3 separate regions of the Mus musculus genome follow, and regions 1 and 3 are each linked to region 2. The links are chromatin contacts, called in public Micro-C maps. All regions are on one chromosome and are shown on one strand. The core of a region is the stretch at or near the end of the contact, and the rest is flanking DNA. Distances in the headings are between cores, read along the strand shown.

What was found. A called contact is a pair of places that touch in the nucleus more often than the background predicts.
Region 1: a Micro-C map of embryonic stem cells shows a contact between it and region 2, with 5 times the contacts expected there. The contact joins the enhancer-like site here to the promoter of Ube2n in region 2. A contact is called at or near these places in 1 of 15 datasets of contacts at CTCF or cohesin (the NIH/3T3 cell line), 2 of 484 Hi-C or Micro-C datasets (both in embryonic stem cells) and 5 of 115 datasets of contacts at active chromatin or transcription factors (embryonic stem cells, fetal liver and stem cell-derived neural progenitor cells).
Region 3: a contact with region 2 is called in a Micro-C map of embryonic stem cells, with 2.0 times the contacts expected there. The contact joins the enhancer-like site here to the promoter of Ube2n in region 2. A contact is called at or near these places in 3 of 484 Hi-C or Micro-C datasets (all in embryonic stem cells), 3 of 115 datasets of contacts at active chromatin or transcription factors (embryonic stem cells and memory CD8 T cells) and 2 of 9 other capture datasets (adipose tissue and pancreatic islet).

Annotation. Positions count from the first base shown.
Region 1 is chr10:95,719,054-95,722,857 of GRCm38.p6, reverse strand. No RefSeq gene overlaps it. Among named protein-coding and RNA genes, the nearest start is that of Gm47708, 9.4 kb to the left of the region's middle. Within about 2 kb of position 2,482, at least 20 of the 459 cell types and tissues checked have an H3K27ac peak or open chromatin away from gene starts, as enhancers often do. A contact at or near this core is called in embryonic stem cells, where this site is marked.
Region 2 is chr10:95,512,920-95,516,693 of GRCm38.p6, reverse strand. It overlaps Ube2n (ubiquitin-conjugating enzyme E2N), which reads right to left and starts at 1,532. Exons shown (of 4, transcript NM_080560.3): 1 at 1,457-1,532. The coding sequence starts at 1,486. Gm46239 (a long non-coding RNA gene) reads left to right here and starts at 2,438. Exons shown (of 2, transcript XR_001779843.2): 1 at 2,438-2,494.
Region 3 is chr10:95,679,079-95,683,188 of GRCm38.p6, reverse strand. No RefSeq gene overlaps it. Among named protein-coding and RNA genes, the nearest start is that of Gm33336, 49 kb to the right of the region's middle. Within about 2 kb of position 2,013, at least 89 of the 459 cell types and tissues checked have an H3K27ac peak or open chromatin away from gene starts, as enhancers often do. A contact at or near this core is called in adipose tissue, embryonic stem cells, memory CD8 T cells and 1 more, where this site is marked.

The DNA of each region.
Region 1 (3,804 bases), core at 1,233-3,732, 210 kb before region 2:
TGTGCCCACACTTTCTCCTATCCTCACCTTGGCTCCACTGATTGGTTACTCAGGGGGTCGCGGTAGGGAGTAGCCTCTCTGGGGAGGAAGATGGGGAAATAGTACAGAATTAGAGGAAATGTCATAGCCAGACATTCAGGAATGCACTGTGGAGATGGCCTAGAAGTTTCCTGGGAAGAGAATGTCCTTTCCCCTCCTGCCTCAGCACCTCACCACCAATCTGAAAATTCTGAGACAGCCTGGGAAAGCCAGCTCCCACGGTCACCTGCAGCTCTCCAGGCTGCTTAATAATTCACAAGGCAGAATATGCAATGAGCACCCTGCGGGTGTCACATGCCAAGTGAGTGGTATGGAATCAGAGGCAAAAAAGGTCTGGGTTGTGTCCCCAGAGAGACCACAGTTGGCTGCGTGAGAGTCCCAGAACAGGAAATGCAACAGCAGCCAGCACGCTGGCCCCAGAGTTCACTGAGCTCCAGGCTTACTTTCGCTGGGCAGCCTGGGCAAGTCAGACTCTTGGGGTTTCCATCTGTAAAGCAGATGCGGCAGTAAGATAGGAGTGGAAGCCGGGGCCACAGCTTCCACGCCGAGACCTCTGTAATAACGCAACCCAGATGTGTGTTGTGATAGTCTAGGCACTGTTTGGGCTTGTTTGACCTTCTCCAGACCATTTTAAGTGGATGCAACTGTCATTGTCATTATACTCCTGGGGACAGTGCTCAGGTAGGTACCTTGTCCTGGATTCCCAGAAAGGCAAGTCAAAGCCTGGCTCAAACCACTTGACCCTGCCATTCAAAATTCTGTGACCTGGGGAAAACTTCTCATTCATCTGGGTCAGTGTTCTGCTTGTTTATTTTGAAATCATTCTTCACTCTGTCCTGTCATCTCTGCAGACTACAATCCCCTGGCTCCTTGCCATTGTGTGTGTGGTGAGTTCATGTCTCAATGGGAGACAGTAGGTAATCTTGGTGGCTTCAAAGAGGGAAATGTTAGGGTGTTTCAGTAACTCTGGAGGGGCCTTGTGTCCTATAGGCTCCAGTCTCTGTTGTTAGCCTCCGTGTCTCAACTCATATAGCATCAACATCTCTGTCTCTCCAAACCGGTAATGGCTTCCACTGCCGCCCATCCCTGGGCTGATTTGTATTTATTTACTCTTTGCTTGTTCTGCCCCTTACACTGGTGTAATTGGACCCTGATTATTAGCTTTCCTTTGGTGGGGCTGGAGGGATCACTCCATCTGTAGAGACCTTGCCCTGCAAGGATGACGGTCTGAAGGATCTGAATTCAGTCCACAGAACCCATATTTTTAAAAAGCCAGGTACTAGGGCTGGAGAGATGGCTCAGCAATTAAGAGCACATACCACTCACAGAGATTCAGAGTTCAGTTCTCAGCACCTACATTGGATGGCTTTCATCTGCCTGTTACTTTGGCTTCAGGGGATCTGACAACCTCTTCTGACCTCCATGGGCACCTACAATCATATGTGCATGAGCACATAATACATCACACACACACACACACATACACACACACACACACATTCTCTCAACTACTAGTAGTGGCATCAATTTTCCTGATGGATCTATGACTCTGTGCTGTGTCTGCTAATAAAATAAAAGGCATTAGGCATACATCAGAAGCTTGCTGCAAAACTAAGCAAGCTAATATAGCTTCAAATGCTTGGAACAGAACCATGTACACAATAAATGCAAATGTCTAAGGACTCACAGCCAAGGCATCAGATTAGAGTCCTTCTCAGGCCCTCGGGATGGAGATCCCTCAAGCCTGATGGATAACTCAGGAAAATTAGGTAAAGAGAAGACAGAAGGAAAAGGTGCTGTCACTCAGGAGACAAAGGCGGGGCATTGGATTCAGTGCTGGAGACAGGGCAGAAGGCAGCCTTCAAAATGATGCTCTGTCTATGATTGAGCCATCGCTCATTGCCAGTTACAGAAGATCAGCTGCAAGTGTGGGATCTGGCTAGACAGCCTGCGTTCAAACTCCAGCTCAAGAACTATCCATCCCAGGACAGGTGCTGATCCATTGTATGTCTCTAGTGTCTAAGACAGGGACCATAGCTGGGATTTCTGTGTTAGACTCTGGAAAGGGTTACAGGAAGCAAAGGCGCTGGGTGTTTGGAGCTGAGCCCGGAAGATCTGGGTTCAAGGTTGCCAGTTTTATCTTAGAGACATCAGCAACAAATAGGCAGCTGAGCCCACAGAAATGGGCGTGTCCGGCCCCAGACCATGTGAGTAAGGCGAGACCACACTGAGGTAAGTGTGACACAACCTGAGGTAAACATCCATGTAAGTGCAGGGTTAAGTCGAAAGGTCAAGGAAACAGCCATGAGGGAGAAAGTGAGAGGCAGGAAGGCAGGCTGCAGGGGCCACGGTCCAGCTCTGAGAGAAAACAATGGCCGTAGTGAGAACAGCAGGGCTCTCTGTCCAATCACGGTCCCCAGTCAGGGGTCCTGTGACATGACAGCAAAAATCCTGCCTCAGCCAATGAGGTGAAAAAGCAAATGGCGACCTGGCCACACCTTTGTCTGGCCTCCCGAGGTGATCACAAAAGCATTTGGCACCCCGTCCCAGTGACTGCTATGGACACAACTCAACCCTTCTAGCCATGCCTTTGAACCCCTGCTGGTCTTCTGCATGTGACAATCTACAAGGTAAATATTTCTACTGGATCCAAATAGCTGGTTAAGATTAACATCTGTCCTAAATGTCAAGTCCCGTTGTGTACATCCCTGATCCCTCTTGTTTCCTGTGTCCACAAACCCTACCTAGCATTGGTAACTTCTGCTTGTTTATTTTGATAAGGGATCTGCATCTAGAAAGTTACCCCACATTGCTCTAGTAGAACCCCAAAGCCTGGCCCCAGGCCTCCAAACAAGGATTCAGTACTATGATACTGTATGGTGGTATTATTTAGGAGTGTCTACCCCACTGAGTTCCTAAATAAAAGACACAAAACCTTTATATCTAGAATAAGCCTTAAAGCACTAGAGCTGGGCAGATGGCCACCCTCTGCTAGTTTGTCTGCTTCTCTAGTAACCCTAAGACTTCAGTTGCCATGTTCTGCCTTGTAGCCTTCCATAAGCCTGAAGCAGGCTAAACCAGACCTTGACCTTGCTGCCACTAAAGAGATTATCTAGGGTGGAGCCTTCCTCCCTAGATCACTCTATTGTTCTGCCACTGCAGCTGCTGCTTCAAGATACCCGCAGAGAAGCCGCTGAGCTATTCCAGAGACTACGCCCTATTCTGAACATCATCACCTGCAGCTGGTTCCAGGCTCCAAGGATGAATTGGCGGAATGGACTTTTCTCCCCTTTTCTTTATAAGGCGTGTTCCCCGACATTAAAGTTGAACCTTGAGAAGACTAGCATGTCTTGGTTCCATTGTTTCTCAACCCACCTAGGCTCCCTCTTTTCTTCCAGATTCCAAGATGCCTTCCAGGCTCGAACCTGGACATGTGAGCCGCTGGCCAGCCCCCAACACTGCCTGGGCCACACCTACTCCATCAGGCTGACCTTCGTGCCCACAATCCACCTGCCCCACAGAATCTTCTTCCTTCCCCTCTCCTCTTCTAGTCTCTCACTCAGACCCCAAGCCCCAGAACCCAAGCCCTGCCTACCTCTTTCTGCCCAGCTACAGGCTGTAGGCATTTTTATTGACCCATCAGGGATAGCTTGGGAGACAAGGTTACATAGCATCATGTACAGGAGGATTTCCTTGTCCCTAAGGCTGTGTGTGTGTGGTAGGGGGACCAGATCTTGGAGGCCAGTATGTATCATTACAATACAT
Region 2 (3,774 bases), core at 283-2,782:
CAATAAACATTTGTTTTAAGATTCCAGTGCTCGCTGGGCAGTGGTGGCACACGCATGCTTTTAGTCCAAGCACTTGGGAGGCAGAGGCAGGCAGATTTCTGAGTTCCAGGACAGCCAGGGCTACACAGAGAAAAACCAATAAATAAGTAAATAAATAAATAAATAAAACAAATTTAAAAAGGAGATTCCAGTGCTCGTGGAAAATGTATTCTTCCTTTGTAAGAGTTTTTATCCTATGAAAGGGCTTGTTTTTCTAATTCAAGCACCTTTCTGTCAATGACACCCCAGCCTCACAGACATTTGTGACTGCCTGAAGAACTACAGTGTCTCACACCCTTCAAAGAGGCCCTCCACTTACTTTGTACAAATCTCCCCTAAAACTTTGGAAGAGTGGAACAATGCTATAAATATATGTTCAGTGGATTACAGCAAGCAAAGTGAAGCTTCAATTTGAGCACTTAGCTGGCAAACTGGGCAGTGCAAGATTTTTTTAACCAATTTCCTACATTAAAAAAAAAAACAGATGCCAAAAAATGTTAAAAATTTAGTTTTCTTGGGTTATAACACTATGAAGACTTAATGGTGTTATGTAAAGATTTTAGGAAATCAAGATACGAGGTTTATACCCCCGTGGTTCCTTATGTATTTATCAAAATTCAGTATCCCTAAAGAGCCCCAGGGCCGCTCAAATAAGGCGCACAAAAGCTGAGAGGCAAACTGTTTCACAGATCATCCCCATAACCGAGGCCCTTGAGGCCCTTGCCTCGGAGAAGAGAACAGTCTCCAAAGAGTTAGCCAGCCGAAGTACAATCACAGCGCTACCCAGCAGAAACACCGGGAAGCGAACGCGGAAGCCAGGGCAACCGGGCGGCCAGCCCCGGACGTCGCTAGGAGGTGCGGGGCAGCCAGGACCAACCTGTGCTGTCGCCGGCAGAACCCCGTGGCCCTCCCGGAGCGGCCTCTCCCGGCCCGCGGCCCCGCCCGGCTCTCGGGGTCGGTCCATTCATTCCGCACCCGGGACTGCCGCAGCCCCGAGCCCCTGCGGAGGAAGAGAAGGGAGCTCCGGGGCAGAGCGGCCGGCCACGGGCCACCACCCGCGCCCAGAGTCCAGGCCACGCCGCGATTCCCGCCCCGCGGAGGAACAGAAGCCGCCGAGGCCCGCACCGGTCCCGCGCCAGAGCCCGAAGCCCGCAGCCCCGCCCTCTCCCGGGCAGCCGCCAGGGCCTCCCCGGCCGCGGCCGCACCGCCCGGGCGTCCCGCTTGTCCGGCGTTCAGAGGCGGCCGGAAGTCTCCCCGGCGCCCCCTCCTCAGCGCCCGACTTCCTCGCCGCCGAGGCCGGACCCTTCTCCGCGATGCCTTAGAGAGGCCTCTCGGAGGCTGCGGAGGGAAGCGGACGGCCGCGCGGCCCGGCGCGCCGGAGCAGAGCCAGTGGCCCGAAGCCCGCCTGGGCGGTTACCTTGATGATCCTGCGGGGCAGCCCGGCCATCTTGTCAGATCCCGAGTTCGGCCTCTGCTCTTGTCTCCGGCTCCGCTCTCCTCACGCTCGAGTGGAAGTCCCGGGCTCCACTTCCGGGGAACGTCGCCGCGCCCGCCTGTCGCTACCTCCGCCGAGGCCCCTCGGGAAATGTAGTCCCTGCTAGGACGCGGGCTTCCGACAGCCTTCCCTCCGACCTGGTGGCCCCCTCCCCCGCGCTCCCCGCCCCAACCCCAGCCGGGGGTGGCGGAAGTGACGCTCCGCGGCGGGGCAGGGACTTGGGGGGAGGCGGCGCGAGGCGGCGCCGAGCTTCTTGGCCCGTGGCAGAATCGGCAACACTGGGCGGCCGGCGTCCACGAGCGAGCGCTGTACGTGCGACCACGCCTGCGTCGGGGGGCGACGTAACAAAGGCCCGGCCCCCGACGCAGCCCATTCATTCATTCGTTCCGTTTGTTCATTCAGCGTGTCCGCAGTGCGCGTGGCGGGCTGGCGCTGCAGCGGTTCCCTGCGGACAGGGCAGGCGGGTCGCGCGCTCCTCCTCGGTGGCGAACAGGCCGGAAGTCAATACCAAAGCTTCTAACTGGGAATAACGCTGCTTGCCAAGGACCACACACACACCCGCGACAAAAAAAATTTTTTCTAAACGTTTAAATTTCACATAAAAAAGGGGGCCTCTCTGGCGCTCCCCAAAAGAGAGTTCGGAACAAGGGAGGAGGCAAAAGGCACGGCCTCTAAACGCCTGGATCCTGCAGGATATTTAATCTTTGTGGTTGTTGGTTTTCCTGAGAAAGGGCTCCCTATGTAACCAAGTCTGGCCTGGTGCTCTCTATTCTGTACGCACCGAGCTGACTTGGAACTCGTGATTCTCCTGCCTCTGCCCCCTGAGTAGAGCTAGGCTTGTGCCACCACTTAAGGTTGAGCCTAGCAATCGAGATTTACGTGCTAACTAGAAGAAGGATCTGATTAGAGTGTAAGGGTCCATGCATGATTCGCTGAAGAATGATACCCCAGACCCAAACGGTATGTAAACGCAGAGAGGGCTTTATTCTGCAGAAGTCCAGCTTGCTAGGGTCTCTCATTCCAAGATGGAGACCTGGAAGTGAGCTCACAGTTCAGATTTAAAGCACATTAGGGGTGTGGTGGGGACATGAGTGGCTGAAAACTGTTGCTGAGGAAGTCTGGAAACTACTGCTGACCCACTGTCCTTGCTTCAGGCCAGGTGGTGGGGCAGCTTCTGAGGCCTGGACTTGCCTAGTTCTTAGAAACAGGGATTTAGGCCTCGTCTTCTGAATTGCCAATTTGAAGTCAGCCTAGCCTTCTCAAGGGGATAGAAAAGCCTGTAATCCCCAAAGGCGTTGGATTACTCATAGAATGAGGGCCCTAAAAGTGGAGGTGTCTCACAAGGATCGCTGGGTGTTTCCATTTCTTTTCATGTTGCTGTGGTAAAACACCCTCCAAAAGCAACTTAAAGGAAAAGGGTTAATTTTAGCCCCAAGTTGCATCACAGGGAGACAATCCCAGCTGGTCACATCAAATTCATAATCAGAAATAGAGTTGGGAGGCAGAGGCAGGCAGATTTCTGAGTTTGAAGCCCGCCTAGTCTACAGAGTGAGTTCCAGGACAACCAGGGCTACACAGAGAAACCCTGTCTCAGAAAAAAAAAAAAAAAAGAAACAGAGAGCAATGAATCTTACATGTTAGTGTTCAGCTTTCTTCATTTTTCCTGTTTAGAATTAAGATGGGTATCCATCAATTAAATCAAGACAGTCCCCACAGGCAGGCCCAGAGGTGTTTCTAGATCTTATCAAGTTGATAACACTAACTTATGGCCGGTGCTTTCAGGAGTCAGATCCACTGGACTTGGAGCTAAGGAAGGTTGTGAGCCACCTTGTGAGTCCTCTGCCAGAGCAACAAGTACCCATTACTGCAAAGCCATATCTCCATAGCTCTGTTCACGAGACTGCTGTTTAGATAGACTTAACATTGTCCAAGGTTATAACAAAATAGTTCAGCTCCTTTCCCAGGCATGTCTGTCAAACCACAAGCCCCACCTGAATGAAACAAAAGGAAAAAGGAAAGGAACACCACTGGTCCTAGGTACAGTGGGTGAGAAAGGTTACTGTAGATAAAAGGGAGAGAGCATAGCTGGGTGGTGGTGGCGCACACCTTTAATCCCAGCACTTGGGAGGCAGAGGCAGGTGGATTTCTGAGTTCGAGGCGAGCCTGGTCTACAGAGTAAGTTCCAGGACAGCCAGGGCTACACAGAGAAACCCTGTCTCGAAAAACAAAAACAAAAACAA
Region 3 (4,110 bases), core at 764-3,263, 170 kb before region 2:
GCTACAGCAGCAGTTCCAAGCATCGGCTCCTCCAACCACATTCTGAATCAGCTGGCTGTGGAGGTGGGGGGAGGGGAGCGCAGGAAATCATTAAACAGACATTCCACTTTTCATTGACTGGAAACGAGTCACACAGCGACCACAGATGCAGACCGAATAACGAGGCCTTGCTTTTAACTGAAAGGAAGAGAAGCTGCTGACTAATGGCTTTGGGTGTCCAGCCGACCTGTCGACCACTTCACCGTTTAACAGTTACGCATGTTCACTACTATGCTTATCCATTGATTTGTTCACTCTTCCTTTTAACATCCATCCATTTTTAGTTTAATTGGCTTATATCTAAAATATAACCATTAGTAATTCATATATATGCATGGACATATATATGATTTAGTGTGTATTTATAGGTGTGTTCACATGTGCTTGCATGCACACACACATACAAATACCAGGAAACAATTTTCTGGGGTCTGTTCTGTCTTTCTACCATGTGAGTCCCAGGGACTGAACTCAGGGCATCAGGCTTAGCAGCAAGCCCCTTTACCCACTGAGCCCTCTCACCTGCCCTCGTCCATCTTCACATCGACACTGACCCCTCATTCCTGAGAGGAAAACTGACAAAATAACTGCTTATTACAACTTCCCTTTGTGTTCCCCGTGTCCCACGTCTTCACCCTATGTCATCTGTTCCTCTTTCTCCCGGCCTGATCTCACCCAGGCAAAAGGAAAATGTGTCCTTTGAAGATTTCCAATCATCAAACACTGTGTGACTTTGTCCATGAGACACCTGGAAACACTACACTGCCTTGGGCATGTAAGTTAAACACTGAGCTGTGCCGTGCTTCTCCAGCTGAAAAGTTAAAGCCACTTGGGACACAAGGCCAAGCACCTTTGCACCTGAGTCTTTGAGGGGACGCTGCCTGGGCTCATGGTGTTCTTTCCGTAACAACTTTAGTAAGTGTAGCTTCCTGTGGACATGGGTACTGCAGCTGGCAAGCCCCTGCTCTGGTCTTCAGCAGGCTTCTCTAAAGACACGAGGTCTCAGGGGAAGATATATATATACATATATGTATGTATGTATATATGTATGTGTATATGTGTATATGTATATATGTATATATACACATGTGTGTATGTGTATATAAAATAACAATTTATATATAAATACTATACATTATTTATAAATTATGTATAGTATTTATATATAAATAATTTATTTTATATGTAAAATATGTTGTCTATTATTTTAATATATAATATACATTTTATATATAAAAATTATACACACACACACACATATATGCTTACCCTTGTCTCTCCCTGATCCCAGACCTACCCCAGCCATTAGCCACAATACCTCAAGATCTGTGCTTCCATCCAGGAAGCATGGGAAGCAATGGGGTCAGGGACAGCATTTATAGGGAGTCTGTGTGATCACTTCAGTTATCAGAAGGAAGTGGTTTGCGTCAACATGTCTTAGTAGCTAGTGTTGGTTTAGACTTTGGAAATCTAACCCCAAGTGGTTTATTTTAGGCATATTTCAGTGTAGCACAGTTTGGTGAGATCTTCCTGGTGATAATTAATTCAATCCCACAAGCTCAGTAAAGCTTAAGATGTGAATGCATCAAGATTCGTTGTAAAGTACATATAACGCCTGTTAAAGCGTGGGCTTTTCTATGCCTGACCTTGCTCTGAATAAATGACACAGAGACCTTTATATTATTTAACAAGCTTCAGGTACTATAGTTGGGCAGAGTTTAAGCTATTCTACCCTGATAATGCTGGTCTTGCCTACTTTCCAGCCATATGGCGCCTTACCTGCCAGTTTTTGGTCTCTCCCTGGCCTTCATTTGTGTCCCAATAGCGACTCACCAGGTCCCACCTGAGATCTTCTCCCCTCCCCACCCCCTCACGGAAGTCCCGCCTCTCCTGCCCAGTTATAAGCTGTTACGCTCTATATTAACCAATCAGAAGGTGATGGAAAGCAATATCTTACAAAATAGCGAATCAGGAAATGCTCCATAATAATGACAGTTCCAAAGTCCAGACAGCCACCAGGTCTCTAGATACTGACATCAGCATTTAATACACCGTGCACAAAAACATCCCACAGACAACTTTCCACAAAGTTCCGCAGAGTGACAACCTCACAGTAAGGGCCGGATCCAGTGTGGTCGCAGCCACACAGACAGCACACAGGTCACCAAGCTCTTAGCCATTTCCAGTCCCAGCCTTCTGGGCAGATTGCAGGCTATCCACTTTTCCCTTTGAAGGGTCAACTCGTATGATGAACATCCAGGTCCCCTAACGCTTGTCGGTGAGCGCAAAGACCTCCGTGCCTCCGACAGGCACCCACCCCGGGAGAGACGGAGGCTGCTCTAACGTGTAACTCTTCACCTTGGCAAAGTCGAGCCTTGCCATTCTCCCAGAATCTAAATATAGGCAGATTGTTAAATGAACCCGAAGCTCTCCACAGCTTCCTTTTGGGTTTTAATTCAGCCATTGGCCAACAACGATCACCTCAAAGGCTAGCCCGCCCCTCTCCCTCTCCAGAGGTCAGAGGAGAGGGTAAGGCTGAAAGTCCAAGTTGTTGCTTCACTTGGCTGTTTCCCTTGGCAACCAGCCTCTGTCTGAAGACTACCCAAGAGGCCCTAAACATCAGAAATCCCGTTAGCATCCAAAAGTCACATCATTTCTGAGAACTGACACGCGGTTTGGTGTAGCTGTATGCCAGGAAGTGGGATACAGACCAAAATATCCATATTTTTTTTTCTACTATGTCAAATCTGCTCACATTCTAAAAAGCCGTAACGATGTCATTTCCAAAGGAGGGGCCGTCCTTCTACACACAACTCCCCTCACGGCGATTGCAAGTTCTTACTATCTATTTTTAAATATCTGTGCACAGAAAAGGAAACAAAATACGAGAAGCACTTCACAGATCCAGACGCGCTTGTCTGGGTTTGGGTCGCTTAGCTGTTTTGGAAAGCTGTTCCCACAGCCCTGAGCAGTAACAGCCAATTGTATAGTTGCCCACAGCAACCCCAAAAGGTTAGGACCATAGCCTCGCTGAGAAGGAGCCGGGACTTATGCCCAAAGTAGAAACATTAAATAGGAGGAGGGTCCTGAAGGAATATTTTGGTCATTGCCAAAGAAATAAAAAGGATGACCTCTCCCCACATACACACTGAAAATTAGATTAAACCAGATGAGAACAGTAGATGTGTTCCCCAGGGCCAAGAAGAGAGAATGTCCTTGGTGGTTAGGGCATGAAGGCTAAGGAATCTGCAAGGGAGATGGGTTGTCTATTGGCCTTCCTTTGGGGTGTGTGGGACAATTTTAGAGTATTGAAAGCTACTTCGTGTATCTGGCCTCCTTTAGCGAGCAATCAAATGTCACCAATCCTTGCTACAATCTTTCTTCCTGTGGTTTCCACTCACCCTGGCCCCAAAATTGTACATAAAAAAAGAAAAAAAAAACCTGCTGAAATAAATGATTCGTACGTTTTCAATAATTTCTATATAGCACGTTGGCATGTGTTCTATTTTACAATGAAATGGTTTAAATAGTAATAATTCGCCAGAGCATATTCCCCAGGGTGAGTTGCACAGTCTGTCAGGGCAGGGGAGGCTAGAGGAGTTGGTCGCAGTATGAGCAGTGTGACTTCTCACATCACGGGGGACCTGAAAGTGGGGTACTAGACCAGAGGCAGGGGTGGATTTAACCCTCAAAGGCCTTCCCTACTTCAGCCAGCCAGGCCATCCACTGAAGACTCGTGGCCTCCAGAATGCTGTCAGCAATCTCATTCCATAGCCATCTGCTCCCCCTTCCTGAGAGGACTGCTACACTCAGGTCAAGAAGGCCTCTGCGGGCAGGCAGACCTGCTGGGCTCTCTCTTCCCAGGACATCACATTCTATGCTTATCCCATTTCTATGCCCTGCCCACCTTCGTGGCATCTGGGTGTGAAATAGGCATCTTTACCTCAGCCCGGGAGTGAAGTCTCCTTGGATAGATCAAACTCTGAATAAACAAATTTGCTACACTTTCCTCTCATTGGTCTATCTACTGTGACATTTGTCTTATTTAGGGTTACTATTGCTGTGACGAAA